2 separate regions of the Sus scrofa genome follow, and region 1 is linked to region 2. The links are chromatin contacts, called in public HiChIP or PLAC-seq maps. All regions are on one chromosome and are shown on one strand. The core of a region is the stretch at or near the end of the contact, and the rest is flanking DNA. Distances in the headings are between cores, read along the strand shown.

Region 1 (7,171 bases), core at 651-3,150, 49 kb after region 2:
ACATTTCTTTTCTTTTTTTGTATGTGTGTCTTTTGTCTTTATAGGGCCGCACCCACAGCATATGGAGATTCCCAGGCTTGGGTCTAATTGGAGCTGTAGCCTTCGGCCTATACCAGAGCCACAGAAATGCAGGATCTGAGCCGCGTCTGCTATACCACAGCTCACAGCAATGTTAGATCCTTAACCTACTGACTGAGGCCAGGTATCGAACCCGTAACCTCATGGTTCCTAGTCGGATTCGTTAACCACTGAGCCATGATGGGAACTCCATATTTTGTACATGTCTAATTTAGAAGCATAGAACACCAATTTCTTCCTTGGAGATTCCATTTTTACCATTGTGTTTGATAGTTTGTGTTCAGTTAAGTAGATGCTTTAATAGTTTTTGTAGCTATTTTTTTAACTTTTTTTTGTATAGTTTTGATCATTTTATTTTTACTTTCAGAGTAACAGTATTCTCAAAATTATTTACAGTTGTTCATATGTAAGGGCATATAAACATATCTTATGTTTTCCCATGTGGTATAAGTTTTCCAGCCAATATCAGCCTCTGCAAAACTCTACATGAATCCTTATGCAGAAGCAGAACTCAAAACACCTAAACTTGATTGGAACATAGAAGTACAAAATATTGCCATTGAACTGACCAAACCTCAGGTAAGATTCATTTGGACATTTCTAGCCTTGATTAGCCTTGAATCTCTGTGATTTTTCCTTCTCCATTGCTCTGGTGGTTCTTTTAGTTTGTTATGTTGATATTGGTCTCCTAAATATTTATCTATTTTTAATGTATATATATATATAATTTTAATATATATATTTAAAAGAAATATCAAATTTAAGAAATAATTTTCCTTTATTTTATCTGATTTTCCCCGTTAGTGGAGAATCTTACCAAATTATAGTGAATGACATGATTCCCATTTAATTCCTAATTGCTGGTAGAGGATTTTAGTGGATTTTTTCTTCCTCAGATTTTATTTTATCTTATTTTATTTTTTTTGCTTTTTAGGGCCTCACCCTCAGCATATGGAGTTTCCCATGGTAGGGTTGAATTAGAGCTACAGCTGCTGGCCTACGCCACAGCTACAGCCACGCCAAATCTGAGCTGAGTCTGTGACCTACACCACAGCTCATGGCAATGCTGGATCCTTAACCTACTAAGAGAGGCCAGGGATTGAACTCGGAACCTCACGATTCCTAGTCAGATTCGTTTCCGATGTGCCAAGATAGGAACTCCTCAGGTTTTAATAGCAGACACTCTTATGTTAATATCGTTCACTTAAATTTTTTTTTTTTTTGTCTTTTGTCCTTTTAGGGCCACACCTGCAGCATATGGAGGTTCCCAGGCTAGAGGTCTAATCAGAGCTGCAGCCACCGGCCTATGACAGAGCCACGGCAATGCCAGATCTGAGCCATGTCTGCAACCTACACCACAGCTCACGGCAACGCCAGATCCTCAACCCACTGAGCGAGGCAGGGATCAAACCTGTTATTGCAGCTACCCAGCAGCCCTGTGCTGCAGCATATCAGCTCTGGCGACAGCCCTGCGGCTGTAGCATACTAGCTCCAGCAGCTCTGTGGGATCAGCTCTTTTACCCGGTGAGAAACCAAGCGAGCACTCAGAGAGTTGGAGAACTCAGGTTTATTACACTGGCGGGCTCAGAGGAGATCGCTCTCCAGAGTCTGAGCCCGGAAGAAGGGTTTCACAAGGCTTTTATGGGCTGCTTCTTCCGGGTCCATGCTTGGCTAGTTGGACCAGAGTGACGTCAGGCAAGGTAGTAGATGCGGAAACAAATTTACAGAAGCAGATGCTTGGGGGAGGGGTGGTTGGGGCAGTTGGCTAGACTTTGCTTAGTCATCATGGCCAGGGTCTTTCCTTTCTACGTTTTTATTGGGACATTTTCTCCTACAGACCTGCAACCTCATGGTTCCTAGTCACATTCGTTTCCACTGCACCACAATGGGAACTCCTGTTCACTTAATTTTTAAAACAGCTATGTTGGCAGTTTTTTTCCTTCATTTGTTTCTCAGGTTTCGTTATGTGCTTAGGGAGTTTGCATAACAGATCCAGAAAACTGGAAGTGAAAGGAAGATGGAGTACTTAGCAAATTGAGCTTTTAGCTCATTGCAGTTCATTACAAATAAAATGCAAATCATATATGTAATTTAAAATTTTCTAGTAGCTACCTTAGCAAAGTAAAAAGAAAAGAGAAAATTATTAACATTAATAACATTTTATTTAACATACCCTAAGTACTGTCATTTCAACATGTAATCAAAATTAGAAGTTGTTAAGATATTGTATATCCTTTTATTTTTCCTTAAGTCTTCAAAATCTGGGTTATGTTTTACACTTATTAGTACATTTAAGTTCAGACTATCCGTATGCTGAGTACTGAATAGCCACACGGTAACTCTTAGGTGGAGTTGAGTTTAGAACCATAGAGAAGCACCAGCTGGACTTCCCCTTTCTTCATCTTATCTACAGTTGTGTGTTGGTGTGTGTATGTATGTGTGTATATATTTCTAATCATTTGAGCTGTTGACCAGATACACACACAGTTGTCTTGGTGGTAAGATAGGTGATTAAATAGCTTTGTCTTGCTTCATTATATAGTAATATTCTGGAGCAGTTTGAAACTCAGTTCATAAATAGCCAAGGCTTGAAATGATGGTCCAGAGGAAAAATATGTAGTTTTAGGAATAATCATGCTCCATGTCAGTAGTTAAAGATACCATATTTCATTGGTTCTAAAATGTATATTTATTTCACATTTCAACATACTCGAAAATAGGATATATATTGTCATTGGTGATAATGGCAGCTTAATTGGCAGCACTGGGTTTTCTTTTGGAGCGAAACTTAAAGATTACCTTGCAACTTATAATTGATGTCTTAAATTGGATGAAATATTTTATTGAATTTAGGCAACTGTCGTATTCATTCAGGAAATTTGAAGTCTCACTATACTGGAAATATAATAAAATTTGGTCTTTATGCATGTGCACAATGTAATAAATATAATTTGATTTTTGTTTTAATAGTACTTAAGTATGATTGACTTTTTGGAGTCAGTGGATTATATGGTTAGAAATGCTCCTTACAGGAAATACAAACCTTATTTACCGCTTCATAACCATGGTCGACAATGGTAAGTTAAATTTAAAAAAATTTTTTAAAATAAGAAACATATAATCATAAGTTAGGGACTCTCAGAGCTAAAGACTCTTAAAGTGATATAATGAAGCTACTTTAAAAAGTAGACATTAGAGGGATATCTTTTTTATTATGTCCTTATTACTTGTTTCATAAACACATTCTCTTGTACTCCTCCTCTTAATTCCTAACTTGGCATTCTAGATTGTCAGCACTTTTCTGGTCTTAGTGCCCTTTGGTCCTACATGTGGACTCAGTGTTATAACCATGTTGGGATACTCTTTCACGCAATATGTCATTTTGTGCTTTTATGATTTTGGCATGGTTTGGCATACCCTCTTCCTGGAGTGATTTGCTCATTTCATAGTCTGTTTAAGTCCGAGAATTGTACTACGGAATTGAAATATTATTGCTGAGCTCTTAGAGGAACACAGTGAACAAGAACAAAATAAGTTAACAGTATAGCTCTAAAATGTTAAAGTTATTTTCCTTTATATTTTGTGTGCATTAACAAAACTTCATTTGCAGGTGGAAATATGCAATTGATTCTGTTCTTGAAGTTCATATAAGGAGGCATACACAGATGTGGTCATGGAGTAACATAAAAAAACACAGGCAGTTGCTCAAGAGTTATAAAAGTGCCTACAAAAATAAGCTAACCCAGACTAAAGTCCCAGAAGAAATACAGAAGCAAATTCAGGTATATCTTTCATGTATTGGTGAGAGCTGTTATCTGTTAAATCATCCTTTAATGTTAATTCTTCTAAATTTAATTTGAATTAAAATGTAATTTTTAGGAAAAACAGAACTGATCTCTTTTTGAGAGAATTTTATGAAAAAAATGCAGAATATTTTTTCCTAGTTTTTTTCTTCTTTTAAAAACCTTTCTCTCATATCCTAATATCTGATAAAATAAGGTTACTATAAACTATTTGGAGAAATGTGTTTGGTTTTTATAATAATATTTAGAAAATCATTATCAGAGATGTTCAGATATGTGCTTATTATTAGCTAGATGTGTATTGCTGGTTTTGTTAGTGGCTTTTTTTTTTTTTAAAGAATTCAAACATTACTTGTGAAAAATTGGCCTTATTCCTCAAGATACGAGTCTTATTTATCCCCTTCTGAAATGTGGGAAAAAGATACACTGAATGCATAACTTGCTTAATATCATTTGATCTTAACTATATAACTATTTTGCCACAAATTCACTGTGTAAAAAATTAATTGAATTCCTATTATTCTGAAATATATGATAATCACTTATATTGTATATTAGAAAAAGCATCACATTTCTTAGTTTCTCAGGTCTGGTGTTCTCATGCATAAAACGGAAACAGTATACATCTTAGAGAGTTGTGAGAATTGCATGAAATAACACAGAAGAGCTCCTGACACACAGGTCACCCAGAACGTGTTAGATTCCTCTTAAGTAAATTCCCTAGATCAGTTTCTGCTTTAGCCTATTTGATTTGCAGAATTTTACGTTCCTAAATTTTGTGTTTTATTAAGGTGCTTTTTAGTACAGTGATTATAAATAATGTCGAATAGAGGGAGTCAGAAGTAACAACCATAAGGATAAACAGGTCCCCCACCTAAGTATTCTTGTTTCCATTTGCATATATGGCTATCTGTGTATTATAGTAGTCTCATTAACATTCTTATCTCCATATTGTATGTAATGAGGATTTGCTTTCTTGGAAAGCTGTTTCTCACATTGCAACAAGAAGAAAGTGTAAAAGCTAAGTTTGTGTCCAAATTTATACTTACTTTCATTAGATCACAGACGCTGTTTGTTCATGGACTAGAATAAACTTAGAATTATAGAAGAAAAAAATTTTTTTTAATCTAATGATTGTTTTCTTTGTTTATAAGTGTCTCTTTGTTTTATAGGATTTGGAGAAGACTCTAGATGTTTTTAACATAATTTTAGCAAGGCAGCAAGCACAAGTTGAGGTAATCATTTTTATTGGCTGATTTTGTTTTAAACATGTTAATATTAACCCCTTTAAACCTGCGATAAAGAAATCTGAATTCCATGGGAAGTTGTTGATATTTACTCAAGAATAAAGGTTGAGTTTTCATGGCTTTATTTAGTCTCAGGAGAAAATAAAATTGAATATTGGAAAAAATCCACTAATATGAAGGGAAAAAGTTTTAAAATTGGTAACAAAAAATTTGATAACTCCCTGAAAGAAAGAAAAAATCATCTATAATCCTAGCCACCTAGAATAATACTGTTAACATTTTGATGTATAGGCTTTCAATTCTTCTCCCATGAAAGACTTATTTATTCTCTGTATCACCTGTTTCTTTCTCTTTATTCCCTCTTCCCTTCCTTCCTTCTTCCTTTCCTTCACCCATATTCTTTTGTCTCTCTCTCCCTCCTTCTTTCCCTCCCTGAAATTTGGGCAGGTTCATACACAGAATTAAAGAGCTCTCCCATTCTCTGGCTCTTCCCCACTGGAATTTCCCCTATGCACTGGCTCTAATGGACTCCATTTTCTGGCTCCTTGGAGTTTCTCAGGTTTCAATGCCTGTGCCTCTGCATGGCTCTGTGATTCAGTCTCTCTCAGGGCAGAGCCGTGTGAAGTAGTTTTCTCTGGTTGCTTGAAAAACTTAGTGATCTAAAACAACACACTATTATTATCTCAGGTTTTTTGAGGGTCAGAAGTCCAGCCCTCTGCTCACCAAGTTCTCTGCTTAAGGTCACAAAATATTGCATCAAGGTGGTGAATAAACTGTGTTCTCATTTAGGGAATAGCTGATGAGGAATCTGCTTCTGTTGGCAGAATTTACCTCCTTGTGTTTGTGGGATGGAAGACTTGAGTTTCTTGCTGGCTGTTGGCTAGAGGCTGCCCTCAGCTCATCAATAGCACTTGACTTTCTTGCCAGTTGGGCCTCTCCGCTTAGCCCACAACATGGCAGCTTGCTTCTTCTAAGGGAGAGAGATATTCTGGCAAGACAGCCGCTGCAATTTTGTGCACATAATCATGTAAATCTTGGCACCTTTGCCCTATTTTATTTGTTAGAAACAAGTCACAGGTCATGCCTGCACTCAAGGGAAGGGGACTACCCGAGGGTAAGACCCCTGGAGCGAGAAGTTCAGGGGCAGGTGAAGGGCGGATACAACCTGTGGGAAAAAAATGTGAGGAACTCACCCTTGTGAAGGTCGCTTCTCGAAGTGTTGACTCCTCTCCACCATCTGCCTACTTTACTTATTTTTTTACAGTCTGTGATAGGTGTCTTCTGTGTTTTATCTACAATTTCTCATTGTAATCAGCAGTGAAGGATGGGCTGTAGAAGGCTTAAACCATCGTGGAACTGAAAGTTCCATCATTAGATTTAGCCATAAAAAAGTCACTTAAAGAGCAAGTTTTATAGACTGTTACGAGTAGAAATTTGATAGAAGTGAGAGAGGATGGAAGATGAAGAATTGGAGAAAGTAGATACAAACAGTATGATATATCTCTGCAGGTGGAAAACAGGCTAAATGGAGTGGCAACTGGTGGGGGATGTGGAGTCAAGAAGAGGTTTTGTAACTTTATTTTCTTTTTTTTATTTATTTATTTTTTAATTAAAAATTTTTTATTTTTTGTCTTTTTGCCTTTTCTAGGGCTGCTCCCACGGCATATGGAGGTTCTCAGACTTAGGGGTCTAATTGGAGCTGTAGCTGCTGGCCTACACCACAGCCACAGAAACGTGGGATCTGAGCCGCGCCTGCAACCTACACCACAGCTCATGGCAATGCCAGGTCCTTAACCCACCGAGCAAGGCCAGGGATCAAACCCGCAACCTTATGGGTCCTAGTTGGATTCGTTAACCACTGAACCACGACGGGAACTCCTATTTTCTTTCTTTTTTAAAAAAAATGACAGGAGGTTCCTGTTGTGGCTCAGTGGAAATGAATCTGATTAGTATCCGTGAGGATTCAGGTTCAGTCCCTGGCCTCGCACAGAGGGTTAAGCATATGGCATTGCTGAGAGCTTTGGTGTAGCTCGAAGATACGGC
Region 2 (6,719 bases), core at 1,810-4,309:
CTAATAATGTAAAATATTTAGGACAGTGCTTGGGATATGGTAAGTGCTAAATATGTAGAAGCAGTGATTATTATTAATATTAATGTTGCAAGAAGAGGGACCCCTTCCAGGGCTCTTGTCTAACACTCAGAAATAAATTACCCTAGGAGACACATGTACTGACAAAGCAAAAGACTTTACTGCGAAGGGGCATCTGGGTGGAGAGCAGCAGGGTAAGGGAATCCAGAACTGCTCTGTCACATGGCTTCCAGACTCAGGTGTTATGGGAATGGCGTTAGTTCCTGGGTTGTCTCTGGCCATTTGTCTTGCTCAGCCCATACTTGATCTGACTGAGTGTCCTTCCTTGTGGTGAGTACACCTCTGAGCCAAGATGGATGCCAGCGCCAAGGATTCTGGGAGATGAGTCATCTCCTCCTTTCTATTGCCGCCCCCCACTGGTTCCTCTCAAATCCTCCCCATTAGTTCTGGGGGGTTCCTTATCGGGGCCACCTATTGTGAGACAACTCATGCAAGCAGCTATTATATCATGCATGCCTGGCCAAGGTGGGTGGTTTCAGTCAATGGTCCCCTAACAACAATATTAATATTAGTAATAATAATAGAGGAAGGTAGTAGAATGTAGTGGTTAAGAAAATTGGGTCTGAAATAAGTGGTTCCCATTTTAGAATGGCTGCTCCCTCTGTGACCTTAAGCAAGTTACTTACACTTTCTAAGCCACAGTATCAAAATGTAAAATTAGGAGGTGGGCTTTTTGGGAGGTAATAAGATTAGTGATCTTATAAAAGAGAACCAGGAGAGCTCCCTTGCCCCTTCTGACAATAATAGTACTTACCAATAAGCTTGTGTGAGGATATAATGTGATAATGTATACAAAAAGGTTAGCATAGAGTCTTTTATATACACTGTCAGGTATTTACTGTTATTACAGTAGAGAGAAAATGTTCATTAGTTCACTTATTCATTCAGAGCAATATTTACTGAATGCCTCCTGGGTTCCAGGCACTACACTAGGCAGGTAGATCCAGGCTGTACAAGATCATATCAGCTATGTACATTTGTTAGAAGAGGAATGAAATAATGAGGATAAACTATTTGAACTCCATCTGACTGAGGCAGGAATGAGCAAAGACTATTGAACACTATATATTTAGTCTGGGGGCAGGGTTGCTGGGTCCTGGGGTTGGCATACCTTTGACTAGCGACTTCTATGTTTTTATAGCAGCTCTGCTCCTGGCCAAAATTCTTGGGCATGGGCTAAATCTATGGGAGAATGTTTACCAAATTACATACTTAAAATGTGTTTTGACTCAGCTTATCTCTTATCTCTTAGGAGATAAGACGTTAGCTCTGCAAATAAGAGCCTAGAGAGCTCCTGGTTAAAATGGTGAAGCTCACAATCTGAGAAGTGGTCTGAGAAATTGTTAAACAAAGCTGTGTTGTGAAGGGAGAGATGATTTAAAGGTAAGGAAATAGAGATTTTGGAGTCAGTCTGTCCTAGGTTCATATCTGTTATGCAACTTTTTAACAATGGAGCTGTGGGCAAGTTAATTAACCTCTTTGAGCCCAAGCTGTACAATGGGGATTATAATTCCTACCACGCAAGATTATTGTGAGCATTAAAAATGCACGAAATGCTTGGCACACAGTAAATGCTGGCTGTTATTTGGCTGTTACTATTATACACGTCTGCTTGACTAGGGATTAGGTGATTCATACATGGATTCCTTTAGAAAAACATTTCTCCTTCTGGCCAAGCCAAGCAGATTTGCTTTGTTTTTATTAATAATTTACTTTCTTCAATAACACTCTGGAAGCATTTCCTTTATTCTTGAAAACAGCAGGGATGTGTCCTCGCATGGCTGGTCCTCTGTGACCACATTAAGCCTTATGTTTTACTTACCTCGGAAGCATGAGCCATGTGATAACTGGGAGGATGGTGTAACAGGATGAGGCCCTGTGCCTGGAACACCCAAATCTACCCAGAGGAAGACCGTGATCATTCCGAGCTCATGGCTCTGGGAACATCCAGTGATGGAGCTGGAAAACAATTCTGCGAAGTAAGCATAAATAGATCGCACATCATCCAGGTCACAGGTGCCTTTGGAGTAGAAGGAAATAATTCAAAGCAGACCTGAAAAATAATATAGAAGAATTGGGTGTCAAGAAAAGCAAGAAGAAGAGAATTTATAACCACATAAAATATTGGTGTTCTGCCTTGTCCATCTCATTCAACAGAACTAGAGTGTGGAGTAGTGGAAAGAACTTGGAGTTGAGACACTTGGGTTTTAGCTCTGATAGTCACTAACTTGTTGTGGGACTTTGGCAAGTCCCTTAATTTTCCAAGTGTCTCCATCTGTCAAAGGAGGGGGTTGGATAAACCAGACGAGATTTGATTTCCTCTGTCTCTGACATTCTGCAGTCCACTTACATACTTTCTCCCAGTTAAACATCCTACCTAAACTTTCTGAAAATCCATGGTGTCATGCTTATTCTCCAGCTTTCTCCTCTAGTTCCTTTTTTCCCCAACCCCCTTTTGCTTTTCCCAACAAACTCGAGGGTTGGGAAAGGGAGTGTGGGTGTAAGACAATGTGATGTTAGAGCTTCTTCTTTTTCAATTTTTAAGCAAGAGTTGTTAATTTTTAACAAGTGTCCCTAATTCTGACTTTCATTTTTAATAGAAACAATATTTTGCACTTTGTTTTTACTGCTCATTTCCTCATTGCAGTTTAGCTTTGCCATTGCCTTTGTTATCCTGCTCATTTTTCTGAAGCCAGAATGGATGTAAGAGCTATAATTACTAGAATGCTCATTTTCTTTAGTTACCCTCTGTATCCAAATTCCTTTTGGTTCAGTGCTGTGCATTAGAGTGCCAGCGGTGTTTCTTCACATTAGTTATGGTTTGTTTTGGATTAGGACTATAAATTTCTGACTTTTGCAAGAAGTATGGCAGACTTGGGACATTTGCACCTAAAAACCAGTCTCTCAAAACATACTTAAAAAGTAAAATATTGGAGTTCCCGTTGTGGCGAGCAGAAACAAATCCGATTAGGAACCATGAGGTTTTGGGTTCAATCCCTGGCCTTGCTCAGTGAGTTAAGGATCCAGTGTTGCCATGAACTGTTAATGTAGGTCACATACGTGGCCTGGATTCTGCCTTGTTGTGGCTGTGGTGTAGTCTGATTCAACCCCTAGCCTGGGAACCTCCATATGCCACGAGTATGGCCCTAAAAAAAAAAAAAGCAAAAATAAATAAATTAATTAATCAATTGAAAGTAAAATATTAAAAGTTAAAAGCTTTTATTTTATTATTTATTTATTTATTGTCTTTTTTGCCTTTTCTTGAGCCGCTCCCGTGGTATATGGAGGTTCCCAGGCTACTGGTCTAATCGGAGCTGTAGCACTGGCCTACACCAGAACCACAGCAACGTGGGATCCAAGCTGCATCTTCGACCCACACCACAGCTCATTGCAATGCCAGATCCTTAACCCACTGAGCAAGGCTAGGGATCGAACCCGCAACCTCATGGTTCCTAGTCAGATTTGTTAACCACTGTGGCACAATGGGAACTCTGGAAACTTAAAAGCTTTTAGTCCTATCTGGTAATAGCATTACTTATACCGACCTTTTTTTTTTTTTTTTTTTTTTTTTTTTTTTTTGCTTTTTAGGGCTGCACCCATGGCATATGGAGGTTCCCAGGCTAGGGGTGGAATTGGAGCTACAGATGCTGGCCTACACCACAGCAACAGCAATGCCAGATCTGAGCCATATCTGCAAACTTCACCACAGCTCACGGCAACACCAGATCCCCAACCCACTGAGCACGGCCAGGGATTGAACCTGCATCCTCATGGATACTAGTCAGATTTGTCTCTGCTGCACCACAAAGGCAACTCCCTGTACTGACAATTTTGAGCTGAATTTTTCCACCCTAAGATTTTCTATTCCATTATCCTTTCAAACTAAGTTCTCTGAAAATTACAAGTAGCCTAGTGGTGATTTAACTGTACTTGTTGAATGAGAAGAGGGTGGCAGTCCTCAGGGAGCTGAAGGAAATAAATACCTGCTGTGTAATTTTATGTAAACCACTGACTTTAATTTTTCTATGAGGACAATACTACCACCTGCATTACTTGTCTCACAGATCTTTTGTGAAGATTACTTGAAAATGCATACCTTGGCATACTAGCTCATGAGGTATAACTGAAGAAGTATTAATAAAATGGAATAATGTTTATAAAGTCAGGCATATGCATTATCCTTTCAAAAGTATAAAGTACTATGAAAGTACGAGAAGTTAGTATTACACAGGGAGTAGTATTGTCCACTTCTCCCAGCAGATTATTCTGCCTGGGGCATCTTTTGTATCATCTTGCACTATTATTCATACGTCCTTGTAAAATTTTTGGGGAACATGCCTATCCCAACCAGAACATATTAATTTTTTGCCTTCTCCTCAGTGCGTAGTTGCTGTGCATGAACAAGAGGAGAGGGGTTGTTGGGATGAGTTGAAGAGGGCTTTCTTTACACCAGAAAGGTATTAGGTCTTTGTGAGCAGAACAGTAACCTGTGCTTTGGGAAATTAGCTACATTGACAGTGAGCAGATGGATGGAAAAGGAAAAAGCTGGAGTCCAGGAGGCCAGTTAGAGGGTGACTGCATGGTTCAGATGAGACATAGAGATAATTTAGGAAATATGATGAGGAGTTCCCATCATGGCTCACAGGAAACTAATCTGACTAGCATCCATGAGGACTCAGGTTCAATCCCTGGTCTTTCTCAGTGGGTTAAGGATCTGGTGTTGCTGCAGCTGTGGTGTAGGCCAGCAGCTTCAGCTCTGATTTGACCCCTAGCCTGGGAACCTCCATATGCCGAGGGGTTTGGCCCTAAAAAAAAAGAAATAAAGAAAGAAATATGGTGAAAGCAGAATAGCCAGGTCGGACTGTTGATTGGTTGTGGATGTTGAAGGAAAGAAGTATGAAATATTTCTAAATATATCCCAAGTATTTTGTCAGGTTGACTAAGCTAGGAAAAAGAAATGGTTGAGGATTTATATTCTGTGTGCAGGAGCGAAGGATGGAGGTGGATATTGACAGCACCAGTACTGGCTAGTGCTGATTCTCTTTTACATCCATTTTCTGTAGCACCAATTGTGGACATTTTGACTTTTTTGTCCTCCAATAGACAAAAAGGAATGATTTTCCTTTTTGATCTTCTTAGTTTGTTTAGGATGCTGTCACAAGATACTATAGACTGGGTGGTTTAAAAACAACACAAATTTACTTTTCACAGTTCTGGAGGCCAGGAGGTCCAAGATGGAGGTGCCAGCTGACTCCCTGTCTTGTGAGGGCCCACTTTCTGGTTCATAGATAGCTGTTTTTTGCTCCATGCTCACAGGGCAGAAGGGGTGAGGGAGCTCTCTGAGTCTCTTCTACAAGAGTCCTCTTTTATAAAGATTCTACTCACATTCATGACGGCCCTGCTTAATTACCCAATGACCCAATTACCTCCCAAAGCCCGTGCTCTGCTCCCATACCAGGACAATGAAGGTTAGGATTTCAACATATGAATTTTGGGGGCACACATTGTCCATAGAAGATGTTTAAAAGCAATTCACACATATTTTCAGACACTGTGTGTAGCAAAGCATTTAATTAACTTGTGACTACAATAATCTAATTATTTGTTTTATGTCTGTTTATAGTACCTCAATTTTTTGAAATAAATATTAGAAAAAAGTCCAAAGAGAATTGGCTTGTCAGTGGGTGGTTTAATTTTACTAACTGAAAAAAGCCCTTACGTTATATAAAGCCTCACTTTGAAGGTCTTGCCACACCAGTAACAGTTCAGTGATTGCATGAAAGTGATAAATAAGTAACAGCTAACCCTCACCTAAAGATAAAAAAGGAAGTACTATGTTTCATTCTTTGTTTCCTTAATGAGGTAACTAAGAAGTGGCTCATGAGTTAAGTAAGAGCCAATCAGACCCAGAAGGGAGGAAAAATAACAAGTTAACGAAATGCATACTCAGTCCCCAGTTTATCTGTCATCTTGATGGGGTTCTGTTCCTTCTCCTTACAGTTGTAAATTATTAAAGTATGTTTTCAGGAAGCAAAAAAAGACGGAGGGCTATCTCAGGCACAGTTGATAGGTAGCAGGACCAGCGTGCAAAGGTCTCCTTTATTCCTCCTGAAGGGGTGGTTATTTAGGCGCTCAGTACTGACCAAAGGCCTATGAAGCGCCAGGCTCCGGTCGCGTAGGCTCCACCGAGCTGCCGCCGGAACGGCTGCGCTCTGCGGCCCCGAGGCCGACAGAAGGCTACCGCATGGTAGAAGAGGGGCCACAAAGATGTCCCCGTGCTCAGTAACTCCTACCCTCCCTTTTCCCTCTCCAACACCCCCTTCCTCAGGTGCAGGCCATTGGGCCAGCCCCAAAGCCGGCTCCCGGGTCCCTTTCCCTCCCGCCCTGGGCTGGCTGGGTGTACATCCGCCAGCAGGCCGCGAGTTTGCGGCGCGTTCACGCACCCCCCGGTCCCGGCGGCGGCGCGCCTGCGCACTGGCCGGGTCACGCGCGGTGCGGCGCGGCGCGGGGGCGGGCCGGCGCCAGGGGGCTGTCATTCTCCGCGCGGGTCGCCGCCCTCAGCTGCACCAGGCGGTTCCGGCTCCTCCTTCTCCCGCGCCTCGGCCCCACCATGGTACTGGAGTCGGTGGTCGCGGACCTGC

Evidence for each region. HiChIP or PLAC-seq counts read pairs in DNA pulled down with a chosen protein or histone mark.
Region 1: an H3K27ac HiChIP or PLAC-seq map of alveolar macrophages shows a contact between it and region 2. The contact joins the enhancer-like site here to the promoter of LOC100152206 in region 2. A contact is called at or near these places in 2 of 5 promoter capture datasets (fetal liver and liver), 4 of 47 Hi-C or Micro-C datasets (blood, psoas muscle, retroperitoneal adipose tissue and 1 more) and 1 of 2 datasets of contacts at active chromatin or transcription factors (alveolar macrophages).

What each region holds. Positions count from the first base shown.
Region 1 is chr1:109,975,036-109,982,206 of Sscrofa11.1, forward strand. It overlaps VPS13C (vacuolar protein sorting-associated protein 13C), which reads left to right. Exons shown (of 83, transcript XM_021094365.1): 11 at 530-657; 12 at 3,049-3,155; 13 at 3,689-3,860; 14 at 5,054-5,116. Among named protein-coding and RNA genes, the nearest start is that of VPS13C, 47 kb to the left of the region's middle. Within about 2 kb of position 1,901, at least 6 of the 83 cell types and tissues checked have an H3K27ac peak or open chromatin away from gene starts, as enhancers often do. A contact at or near this core is called in alveolar macrophages and retroperitoneal adipose tissue, where this site is marked.
Region 2 is chr1:109,924,701-109,931,419 of Sscrofa11.1, forward strand. LOC100152206 (C2 calcium-dependent domain-containing protein 4A) reads right to left here and starts at 3,060. Exons shown (of 4, transcript XM_013992909.2): 1 at 1,901-3,060. VPS13C (vacuolar protein sorting-associated protein 13C) reads left to right here and starts at 6,569. Exons shown (of 83, transcript XM_021094365.1): 1 at 6,569-6,719. The coding sequence starts at 6,689.